2 separate regions of the Ovis aries genome follow, and region 2 is linked to region 1. Evidence: chromatin contacts called from public Hi-C data. All regions are on one chromosome and are shown on one strand. The core of a region is the stretch at or near the end of the contact, and the rest is flanking DNA. Distances in the headings are between cores, read along the strand shown. Region 1 overlaps CHCHD6 (coiled-coil-helix-coiled-coil-helix domain containing 6). Region 2 has its middle 7.5 kb from the start of TXNRD3.

Region 1 (6,002 bases), core at 2,234-4,733:
ACGTGAACTCCTTGGCTGAGCACTTCCTGCCACGTCAGACCAAGCAAAAGCCGGGGCCGCTGTCCCCACCGACCCGGGCCTGCCCAGCCCTCCCCGAGTGCACTTTACCCCCCGACCAGCTCCACTCAACATGTGAGAGGTTTGCTAGGCTGCAAATCACCCTTCTAATGTTCTCTAATTCCTCAAGACACATTCTGCTGCCTTTGATGAAATAAACACAGCTTCACTGCTCATTTTTACCGTATGGAAAGTATCATAAATTTTATATCCATGATGAGCAGCAAGCTTTGTATTACAGAAGTCCTATTTTTTCTCTTACAGCTTCAACCAGACTTTTGGCCTTGCTTGAACAGGCAGTTGGTACTAAGCTGCTCACGGTCCTGAGTGGATGTACAGAATCCACAACAATAAACCACGAGAGCAGAGCCTCCTGTCACCAGGCTTCCCACCCTACGCGCTCCAGCCAGGCGCCGGGCGTGGTGTCTGTCTCACCACGAGGTGCTGGCCTCCCCTGGGACTCTAGCCTGGCCCTGAGGACCAGGCACCTGGGGATCCCAGGCCCCAAGGACTAGGCACCGTGCAGAGCCGGGCCCCCAGGACTGCTCACGGATCAGGCTCGGGCCCCCAGGACTGGTCACCATGCAGACCCAGGCCCCCAGGACTGGTCACCGTGCAGACCCAGGTCCCCAGGACTAGTTACGGTTCAGACCCGGGCCCCCAGGACTGGTCACCATGCAGACCCAGGCCCCCAGGACTAGTCACGGTTCAGGCCTGGGCCCCCAGGACTTGTCACTGTTCAGGCCCAGGCCCCCAGGACTGGTCACCGTGCAGACCTGGGCCCCCAGGACTGGTAACTGTTCAGGCCTGGGCCCCCAGGACTGGTCACCGGGTCACGGCAGGGCTGTGCAGGCGCTAGGGACCCAGGGCCACGCGTAAGACGCACACTCTTTCCAAAGCGACTCCTGGCTGTGTCTTTAAAACAAAGAACTAAATATCATAACACTGGTTTTGCTATCTAGAACCAAAGTGACCCCAATTCTTCACTTTTAGAAAGTCTGTACGGAGAAGGCAATGGCACCCCACTCCAGCACTCTTGCCTGGAAAATCCCATGCATGGGGGAGCCTGGTGGGCTGCAGTCCATGGGGTCGCACAGAGTCAGACACGACTGAGTGACTTCACTTTCACTTTTCACTCTCATGCACTGGAGAAGGAAATGGCAACCCACTCCAGTGTTCTTGCCTGGAGAATCCCAGGGACTGGGGAGCCTGGTGGGCTGCCGTCTACGGGGTCGCACAGAGTCAGACACGACTGAAGCGACTTAGCAGCAGCAGCAGCAGCAGCAGCAGCAGCAAGTCCGTATTTTTAACCAGTATGGAGAAGCTCACCCCTGTCTGAGGCACAGCCAGTTTCCCTGACCAAGGAGGCAGCATCGGGAGGGGGGTGGCCTGGTCCCACGGACCAGCAAACCACAGCGGGGCTCCAACAGTGACACCCAACGGGCACGGGCCAGGCCCGGGGGCCAAGGACCCTGAGGGGCCGCCAGGAGCCGATGCCGGGATAGGGCGACATACCCAGCGGACAAGGAGAGAGACAGCACGCCACCTTCCGTGAGCCGTGGGACCCTGACCACTGTCCCCAGGAGGCGCTTGCCGGCGGCCCCCACAGAAGAGCGGGGCAGCCAGGGCAGCTCCAGGGGCGGCTCGGAGGGGCCGTGTCTGCAACACCCCCAGCAGCCTCTGGGAGGAGCTGGAGGTCAGCCTGCGGAGCGCGACCCCAACGGCCAGCAGCCTCTGGGAGGAGCTGGAGGTCAGCCTGTCAGAGCATGACCCCAACAGTCAGTAGGGTCTGGGAGGAGCTGGAGGTCAGCCTGTCAGAGCGTAACCCCAACGGTCAGTAGGCTCCGGCTGGCGGGGCTGCAGCAGCCGTCAAGGGGCCACCCACGGGGTCCTGGGGTCTTGGGGTGCCCCAAGCAGTGGCCCCAAACCGCCCCTCATTTGCGAATGCATTGGGGGGTTGAGGTAACAGCAGGAGTGATGTTTGGGGACACTCTGAGGGGTTCTGAGGAATAATGGCCGCAGGTATACGCTCCATTTCCCAGAGGCTGGAAGGCAGAGAAGCTTCAGAACCCAGGGGCTCGACTCCCTGGGGTCTGACCGCACCAGGGACCCAGGCCCCAGTCCTGGGCAATAAAACCTACGGCCTCTGGAGAGCACGCAGGAAGCCCCAGGGTGGCGGTGGCCAGCCTGTGCCCTGCACCCTGTTTCTCTGGAGGTGGACCCTCGGGACAGAGGGCTCCCGGGTTCCGGCGCCACCGCCTTCAGCCGGGGCCTGCAGACTGCTGCCCAGACCTCTCAGCCATGCACAGAGCCACAGTCACCATGCTTCCTGGGGCCCGTGCTCTGGCCCAGGGCACACGGGCTGGGAGACGACAAAGCCCCTGGGAGGTCAGCAGAGCAGCGCCCTCGTCGCTGTACAAGGCCTGCTCTCCTGCCCCACGGGGCCCTCCTAGGTCTGCACCCCAAGTAACAGCTGCGTTTGCCTCCGGCTGTGCCCCGTTTCCTGAGGCTCCGCCCCCAGGCCCCCAGCACGGGAGGACAGACAGACACGACGCTGTAGCTCAGCCCTGTCCTGCACAAGCTCCCCCAACCAGCATCCTGCAGAGGTATGTGGCTCAGGGCCAGGCCACCCCGGAACCCCCAGGACCGCGAGGCTGGCAGCACCCCTTCTTGACTCCCTGGGGGTCTGAGCCTACAGGACACGCAGGACGTGGGCCTGGAGTGGCTCTGCCCCGACCCCTGGCACGAGACAGACGTGGGGGCCTGTGAGCAGGAAGGGACACTGTCAGTGTCCCTCCAGCAGCCCGAGAAGAGGCACAGGGGCGGGTTTCCCCGAGGGGCAGTGTTTAGCTGCGGCTGGGCTCGCTGGGAGGAGGAGGAGGGGCCCTTACTTGATGGTGCCCTCAATCTTCGTGGCTGCCTCATGGAACTGCTGAGACGACAGCCTGTACGCCTCGAGGTTCTGCGGAGAGAACACAGAGACACAGGTCGCAGGGAAGTCCTGCGGCCCCGCCCCGCCGCCCGGCCCGGCCCCGCCCCGCCGCCCGGCCCGGCCCCGCCCCGCCGCCCGGCCCGGCCCCGCCCCGCCGCCCGGCCCGGCCCCGCCCCGCCGCCCGGCCCGGCCCCGCCCCGCCGCCCGGCCCGGCCCCGCCCCGCCGCCCCGCCCCGCCCCGCCCCGCCGCCCCGCCCCGCCCCGCCCCGCCGCCCCGCCCCGCCCCGCCCCGCGCCGCCCCGCCCCGGCCCCGCCCCGCCGCCCGGCCCGGCCCACAGACTCCCCTGGCAGCACAGCAGGGGCCCGGCACACACGGACCCCCCTGAGCGAGCCCTCCCCCACCTGTAGGAGAGCTTTATGGACACGTGGTCACACACGCGACTCCCGCGACTCGTGAGCTCACAGCACAGGCCGCTCAGGGCTACACAGCACCTGGAGACTGCGAGGCCGCAGCCCAGGACGTTCACTGTCCCTTGGGGTGTCTGCTGAGCGCCGTCTGGTCCAAACAGGCCTCTGCCGCCCAGAGATCTGAAGCGACTTGCCCCAAGCCACACTGCAGGCGCAGATGCCAGACTGCAGCCCAGGACGCCCGCCCCACTGCAGGGCCCGCGGGCCCCGGGCGCATGCTGCCCTCCGTCCAAGGACCGCCCGCGCAGGGGCCGTGGGGAGGCCACGGGGGGCGGAGCCAACGGGGCAGGGGCCGCAGGGGACGGTACTTCTCTGCGCCGGGTGAGCGGCCTCAGGCCACCGGGCCAGCAGCCCACACGCCGCTCTTCCAGGAGAGACTCACACACGCCTGCCCCAGCACCAGCTCCAGTGAGGCCCCAAGAGGGCCTGACGTCTCCCAGGGTGTCCTGAGAAGGACCTCATGGGAGGAGCCTGACCCCGAGGCTGCCTTCAGACACCAGCAGGTGCCCAGTGGCCTGCCCAGGCTTGGCCCGCCCCTTCCCACCGCAGTGCGTGAGGCCTGGTCACGCGGGGCCCCCGCGGCCGTCAGCCTCCCAGCCCGGCGCTGCGACTCCACCTCCACGGGAGACACGGGCAGCCTGGACCCCTTGGACCAGAGGAGGCGACAGGAGGCAGGGTCAGAGCTGGGCAGGGTGGGCACCAGCCCCACCTCAGGGGCTGGGCTGATGGGGGGGAACTGGGACCGGGCCCTCAGCCCTGTCCTGGACCCTTGGCCCAGGGAGCTACCCCCTGGTGGGCACACGAAAGGGGCTCCGGGGAGCAGCAGGGCCCAGGAAGGGTGGAGAATCAGCTCTGGGCCGCGCTGGGGGCTGAACACCCAGTGCAACAGTCAGGAAAGGAGTGGGGCTCCCCTCACCCCACCAGGCTCCCCCGGACCCTGCGAGGACGTGCTGACGCCTGGTCTTCCCCAGGGAGCAGCACAGCTGGATGGGCCTGGGGGCTCCGACCTGCTCCTCCATGCACGGCCTGGCCGGGGGGGCACCTGGGTCTGTGGGGGGCCTGGGTCTGCGGCCGGGCAGGCTGTGGGCTTGGCCTGTGGCAGGTGAGGTCTGCCACAGGAAGAGCGTGCAGACAGAGAAGCACCGATAACCCCGGAGCCACTTCCTCCACGGCCACAGGACTCAGAGGCCCACCCTCCACCTGCCCGTCCGACCTGCCTGTGTGGGATGGCTGCCCCCACCGCTGCCCTGAAGCAAGCAGCAGCCTGCGTCCACCCAGCTTCCTGGGACTGCTGAAAGGTGCGCCTTCTGAGCCTGCAGCCACTGAGAGCGAGGCCCTACAGACTCCACACAAGGGCTTCGGGAAGGACGGGGAATCCCCCACACATGCCAGGACCCTGTGCGTGCCAGGGGTTCCGCCATAGCCCGACCGCAGGGGCTGCAAGGCTTCATTTTTCAGTGTGGTGGCGCCGTGACCCCCCAGCCCTGCTGCCCGGGAACCCAGCGGCACCCCATCTCCTGCACCTGGCGTTCGCCTGTCCCCTAAAGCAGACCCGAGGAATTCGGAGCCCCTCCTCCGCCCGTGAACAGCCGGCCTCCCCGCTCCCGCTGCTCAGAGTGAGTCTGAAACCAGAAGACCTCATCTCCATTAATTAAAGCTGCCATTAAAAATTAAACAACAGGAGTAAGGAGGTGTGAGCCTTATCTCCACGGGCTTTAAGAGTCGTGGTGTTTCTTCAGTTACTTCGCGAGCAGCTTCCATATTTCATCCTGTCTGATTTCTCCAAGGGCCTGGGTTCTCAGCTCAAAAGAGAAGGTGGAGGTGAGGGGGACGGCAGGGGGGGACGCGTCAGGCAGTCCCCATCACACCAGGGTGGGTGCCTGCGAGGCTGGGAGGGCGGTGTGCCGCTCCTGCGTGAGGGCCCCTGGCAGCGGGAGCCCAGGGGGCCCACTGCCCGGCTTCTCTGTGCCCTGCGGACAGTCGCAGAGCCCCCTGAGCCGTGTTGTGGGCACTGCCACAGAGGCCACGGAGACGGCGAGTTTAAGACGCTCGGGGTGCGTGGGCCCGCACAGAAGAAACAATGAAACTCTAAAATCTGAACACCCACCGACCGGCAGCCAGGGGAATTATCTGGAAGGGAGACGGTGTTTCCTGGAGGAAAGCTCCCCATGGGAGGGAGTTCCAGCTGCGTCGCCCCATCCATGCCCAGAGCGGCTGGCACTGGTGGTGCCCAAGCAGCGGCCCCCAGGAGCGGCTGAGGGTGGAGCAGGGCAGATCTCCCAGGGCAGGGGGACAGGGGGCACACGGCCGGGGCAGAGCGCCGAGGGCCAGGCTGGAGGAGGGGCTCGGACCCCCCCCCCCCACAGGAGACAGCATCTCAAGGCACACTTAAGGAGCGAAGAGGAGACGGGCTCGGCCCTGCTCTGCGGCCGCAAGGAGTGAACCGCCGTGCGGGGCCGTGGGGCCCAGGGACTTCAGGGGGACCCCAGGCCGGGGCCAGCCCGCTGGCAGGCCCTCCAAGCCCGGAGCGGCGCTTCCCCGGAGC
Region 2 (6,002 bases), core at 1,189-3,688, 100 kb after region 1:
ACAGGGGTACAGTAGACCTAGGCTGAAGCCGTGGGCGCCCTTGCTCCTTCTTACCATCGTAGTTGTCAGCACAAAGCCAGTTCCACAGTCAGGAGGGAGACACTTAGAAGGAAACTGCAAGGGGCTGTGAGCGAAGGGTCAGCAGGGGAGCGGCCCTGACCTTGGCCTGCCTGAGAGAGGACCTCAGGCGCCTCCCTCTCATACCATCCCCCAGAGAAAGTTAGATTTGCTGGATGAGGAGGAACATCGAGGCTGAGTAAACAGAAAATGCACAGACCCTAAGGCAGGACTGTGTTTGGCACGCAAGGGGAAGGCAGTGGCTGAAGCACGGTGAGCCAGGTGTCAGGAGATGACCCCTGAGAGGGGCCAGGCACGCCTGCTGGTCTCGTGGGTGAATGTCTCTATTCGGGTTTAACACGCTCACCCCACAGCCGCAGGGGCGTGTAAGTCGTGGTGAGCAAGTTAGCCCCAAATCCCTCCACCCATCCACCCAAATGGTGCATGTAGGATTCCCATTCTGGCACAGATGACTTCAGTTCAGTTCAGTGGCTCGGTTGTGTCCGACTCTTTGCGACCCCATGGACTGCAGCACGCCAGGCTTCCCTGTCCTTCACCAACTCTGGGAGTTTACTCAAACTCATGTCCATCGAGTGGGTGATGCCATCCAGCCATCTCATCCTCTGTTGTCCCCTTCTCCTCCTGCCTTCAGTCTTTCCCAGCATCAGGGTTTTTTTAAAATGAGTCAGCTCTTCACATCAGGTGGCCAAAGTATTGGAGTTTCAGCTTCAACATCAGTCCTTCCAATGAATATTCAGGACTGATTTCCTTTAGGATAGACTGGTTGGATCTTCTTGCCGTCCAAGAGGCTCTCAAAAGTCTTCTTCAACACCACAGTTCAAAAGCATCAATTCTTCAGCACTCAGCTTTGTTTATTGTCCAACTCTCACATCCATACATGACCGCTGGAAAAACCATAACTTTGACTAGACAGACCTTTGTTGGCAAAGTCATGTCTCTGCTTTTTAGTATGCTGTCTAGATTTCTCATAGCTTTTCTTCCAAGGAGCAAGTGTCTTTTAATTTCATGGCTGCAGTCACCATCTGCAGTGATTTTGGAGCCCAAGAAACTCAGGGTCCCTTTATTAGAAATGCCTCCAATTAGCCTCCAATTAAAATAAATAAATTTATAGTAAAAATAATAATAATAATGACAATCATTCAAAAAACATAAAATGAAAAAGTACCAAAGATTTAAAATCTAAAAATAAATAAATAAATAAATAAATGCCTCCAGAATTCCATGCAGTAGGGACTGAGGGGTAGCAGCCTAGGAAATTCATTTTAAAATGTCGTAGCTATATGAGGTATCTAACAGAAACCCAGTTGTTGCTGTTTAGTTGCTAAGTCGTGTTTGACTCTTTGTGATCCCATTGACTGCGGCATGCCAGGCTTCCCTGTCCTTCACTAACCCCCAGAGTTTGCTCAAACTCATGTCCGTTGAGTCAGTAATGTCATCCAACCATCTCATTCTCTGTTGTCCCCTTCTCCTCCCGCCTTCAATCTTTCCCAGTATCAGGGTCTTTTCCAGTGAGTCAGTTCTTTGCATCAGGTGGCCAAAGTATTGGAGTTTCAGCTTCAGCATCAGTGAATATTCAGAGTTGATATCCTTTAGGACTGACTGGTTTGATCGATCTCCTTGCAGTCCAAGGGACTCTCAAGAGTCTACTCCAGCACCTCAATTGGAAAACACCAGTTCTTTAGTGCTCGACCTTCTTTATAGGCCAACTCTCACATTCATACATGACTACTGGAAAAACCATAGCTTTATGGGCCTTTGTTGGCAAGGTGATGTCTCTGCTTTTAATACGCTGTCTAGGTTTTGCTAGTAGTATTTTTATTTACTTTGTGGGATATAAGCTTTAAAAAAATAGCCATTTTTTGTAAAGATGGTTTTTATTTATTCACTCCTTCCAAAAGGTTGAGACATCCAACCTCACTGAAGACTGTGTCTCTAAAGGAGGCCTGAGGGGGCTGGTGGAGTGGAAGTAAGCTCTTCACGGGGGGCGCCCCTGGGGACCATACGGAAACCCGGCGACCCCGCGGTGCGCGCACCACATCGAGCTAACAAGACCGTGAAGCCTGACCCCCGCCACTTTACGAAGACTGGGCGAGTCCAGCACTGCGGTCTATCAGCGGTTTACTTCGCAACAGCCGAGGGTCGGGCGGGGCTGGGGCGGGGCCAGCGGCGTGGATGGGCGAGCGTCGGGGCGGGGCGAGCGTCGGGGCGGGGCGGGCGTCGGGGCGGGGCGAGCGTCGGGGCGGGGCCAGAGGCGCGGTGGGGCGAGCGTCGGGGCGGGGCGAGCGCCGGGGGCGGGGCGTATCCGGGATTGGGCGAGCGCCGGGGACGGGGCGGAGCCGGGGGCGGGGCAGAGCCGGGAGAGGGGCGAGCGGTCCGGCCTTCGCGCCCACTCGGCGCCTCAAGTCGGTGTCTGGTGTCTGGGCAGTCCTGCCGGTGCGGGAGCGACACCGCCATCCTGGCGCAGCCGCCGCCGCCGCCGCCGCCCTCGCGGGCACAGACGCTTTCCACGCCAGGGAGGGGCTCGTCCCCCAGCCGCCGACTGGGCAATGTCCGCGGCGCGGCCGGGCCGTCGTCGCCGCCCGGGCGCCGGGCCTGCCCGCCGGCTCCCGGGGCCCGCCGCTTGTCCCGCGCGGCCCGCGAGGAGCTGCGGCGCCGCCTGCTGGGCCTCATTGAGGGCCACCGCGTGGTCATCTTCAGCAAGACCTACTGCCCGCACAGCACGCGGGTAGGCGGCCAGGGCCCCGGGCCCCAACGGCGCCGCGCCCCGGCCTCGGTCCGGGCTCGTCCGATCCGCCCTCGGCTGGGCCGCGCGGTCCCGCCTGCGGCCTCCGACGGGCCGGCGGGCGAGCCGCGGTCCTGCGCCGGCCGAAAGCCTGCTGGACGTGGGCACCTGAGGGGACAGGTCCCCCGGGTCCCGTCCTGGGGGACGACGGCGGCGGGCGGCGGGGCTGTGCGGACCCCACCGCGTGCCCCGGGCCGGCCGGGCGGCCGTTTAGGCAGGACTGCACGCGGGGCACGCGCGGGAGCTGAGAGTCGAGCAGTGATGCTCTGGAGGACGAACCCGTGTGTAGGATGGGGCTTGGCGTCTTTGAAGGCTACGTCCACGTCTGAGAGTTGAAGCAACGCCTGGGGGAGGCACAAGCCTAAATTGTCGGGTTAGAGTCGTGAGATTAGGGTCTTCAGGCTGACTGTCAGGTGGACACTGATTTGCACGTTTTCCAGACGAGTGTGCGCGTCACACGTGCCCCTTGCATTTCTCTAGCAGACCACACTCCAGCAGGGGCCTCCTGGTTCATCCTCTCCACTCCAGGGCCACCCCTGGCCAGAACCACTTGCTTTCCCTTAACAGTTTTGTTGCCAAACGTATGTATCCCTTAACAATACTTGGTTCCTTTTGGCTTGTATTGGTACTTTGTGTAAGTAGAGTCATGGGTTTTTATACTCTGCGTGTTTTTCCCAACAGTTATATTTTAGAGATTGCTGGATGTTAGTATCTGTAAGTGTGGTTTCTTAGTTTTCATTGCTGTGTTGTTCCTGAGGGTGACTCATAAGCACAGTTATCAGGCTTGATGTTTCTAGTATTTTGCTCTCAAACGCAGTATGGCCATGCCTGTTCTTGCCACATCTCCCAGTGCACACATACAAGAGCTGCTTGAGAGGAGATGTCTTGAAGCTGAATTGCTAAGCCACAGAGGAGGCCCAATTTTTTCCTTAGGTGACACCGGAATGTTTCCCGCACGGTCCTACCGCTTGCCCTCTCTCTGGTGTGTTACCAGTGCCCACTGCCCTACATCCTTGACAGCAGTTGATACATTTAATTCTCGCCATTCTGGTGTTTATGAGATGGTATTTCATTGTAGCCTTAGTTTTGCATTTTCTTGATGAACTTAACATCTTTACCTGTGTGTATGGGTCATTTGAGTTTCCTCTTCTGGGAAACATTCAGGCATTCTGCTTATTTCTCTATCAGGTCGTTTTTTATACTGCTTCTGTAGACCTTCTTTATATATTGTGGACTCCAGTCCTTCGGTTCTATGTATTGGAAAGTCTCCCGGATTGGGTCTTTCTTTTTACTCTCTTTATGTGATGTTTGGTTTAACTGAGTGTGGAAGTTTAACATAGTGAATCTGTCACTTTCTCCTTTCTGGTTTGTGCCTTTTTTAAGAAGTCTTTCTACTCTGAGGTCATAAAGACATCCTCCTGTGTGGGCTGCTGGAAGTTTCTGGTGTGCTTTTCACACCCCTCTTCTCTGTCCCACCTGAACTTGAAGCCGAGGACGTGTGGGGATCCAGTTCCTTTTTTCCTTTATAACTTATCAGTTGTCCCTCTTCCTTTTTCAGAGAGTCCATTCTTTCCACTGTGGTTTGAATGCTCACCAATCACCTGTCTGATTCTCACATACGTGTTGGTTTATTTCCAACCTCTTGTCTTTTTTCTCTGCTTATTGAAGTTGTCCTTTGAAGCTTATAAAAGAGCCAAGCCATCAGAACTGTGTGTGGCCACTGCTGTGTCGCTGGGGCCTAGAACAGTGTGAGGCGGGTAAATGGGTTGAATGAATAAACGGCTTTACATCATTCTGGCGAACGCTTTGCTGACACGGAGCACCTTAGGACAGATGGTTCTCTGTTCTGTGTGCGCTACTGCTTCTAACAACATGGCCACCACTTGGAGTCCTGTTACGTAACTGGACAGCTTTGCTTACTAGACCTTTTCTCAGTTCAGTTCAGTCTCTCAGTCGTGTCCTCCTCTTCGCGACCCCATGGACTGCAGCACGCCAGGCCTCCCTGTCCATCGCCAACTCTGGGAGTTTGCTCAAACTCACGTCCATTGAGTTGGTGATGCCATCCAGCCATCTCATCCTCCGTCGTCCCCTTCTCCTCCCACCTTCAATCAAAACTTTTTTAATGGAGCCCAAATCTGTCCGTCTGAAACATTTTGGTGGTGCCTGTCACTCCAGTGCACACAATTAGGAATCTGGCTTCCAGTGCATTAGGGATCTGGCTTCCAGTTGGATGACAGATCTTCCGGTACTTTCCCTGAGCGCTTTTCTTTCCTGGCCAAGCTTTTTATGCATTATCTGTCTTCACACATGACCCCCTCACTAAACAGGTTGTGTGGTAATTTGACCATGCATCACCCAAACTGGGCACCGTATTCCACATCCCTACCTGTGGCCTTGCCTTTCAAGAACGCATGGCCTAAAGCAGCTGTGATCAGCCTGTCATCACGTTCTGAAAGACACGTGCGTGTGAGGCAGGTGCTGTGGGAATGGGAGGTAAAGCAGCTGCTTCTGTGGGGGTCAGAGGAATTGAAGATGTGATGTTTAAGCTGGTCCTGGAGAGATAAGTTGGATGTAGGCAAGGTACAGCATCAGTAGTTGAGGAATTCGTGTGAGCAAAGGCAGGAGGTGATGACATGAAAATACTGGGCTGAACGCAGCGTGTCGGAAGAGAACCAGGAGAGGGATGTGGGAACGGGCTGGCCTTCAGCTTCTCAGTGGTACTGAGGTCTAAGCGTGTGCCGCTGAGTGTGGACCTGATGGCGTCAGGCTGGAGAAGAGTGATAGGGTCTGCCCTGGGACTGGAGTCCCACCTGGGAGGAGTGTGCTGAACTCGGGGGCAGCTGACCAGGAAGGAAGCTCTTGTGAGTCAGGCGACCTCATGGCCCAAACTAAAGAGTGAAAAATGTGCCCTGATTTTTTTAATCCGTTCCCCAAATTATTTTTCAAGCCGTGTTTTCCCTAATCCTCAACTCACACTTTTGTGGATTGAAAACACGCTTGCATTGGTTAGCTTTTTTTCCTGTAATAAAATATGCATGATACTGTTTACTGTTTTAACCATCCTAGGGTTCACGGCATTAAGACCGTTCCTGTTGGGTGCCGCCATCACCACCGCCCACCCACAGAGCTTTTCTCATCTTCC

Evidence for each region. Hi-C and Micro-C count contacts between places; a contact is called where the count stands out from the background.
Region 2: a contact with region 1 is called in a Hi-C map of liver, with 3 times the contacts expected there. The contact joins two enhancer-like sites. A contact is called at or near these places in 4 of 16 Hi-C or Micro-C datasets (blood, liver, muscle and 1 more).

What each region holds. Positions count from the first base shown.
Region 1 is chr19:60,190,783-60,196,784 of ARS-UI_Ramb_v3.0, forward strand. It overlaps CHCHD6 (coiled-coil-helix-coiled-coil-helix domain containing 6), which reads right to left. Exons shown (of 8, transcript XM_027957877.2): 6 at 2,949-3,019. Among named protein-coding and RNA genes, the nearest start is that of PLXNA1, 17 kb to the left of the region's middle. Within about 2 kb of position 3,484, at least 17 of the 54 cell types and tissues checked have an H3K27ac peak or open chromatin away from gene starts, as enhancers often do. A contact at or near this core is called in liver, where this site is marked.
Region 2 is chr19:60,293,488-60,299,489 of ARS-UI_Ramb_v3.0, forward strand. No RefSeq gene overlaps it. Among named protein-coding and RNA genes, the nearest start is that of TXNRD3, 7.5 kb to the right of the region's middle. Within about 2 kb of position 2,439, at least 12 of the 54 cell types and tissues checked have an H3K27ac peak or open chromatin away from gene starts, as enhancers often do. A contact at or near this core is called in liver, where this site is marked.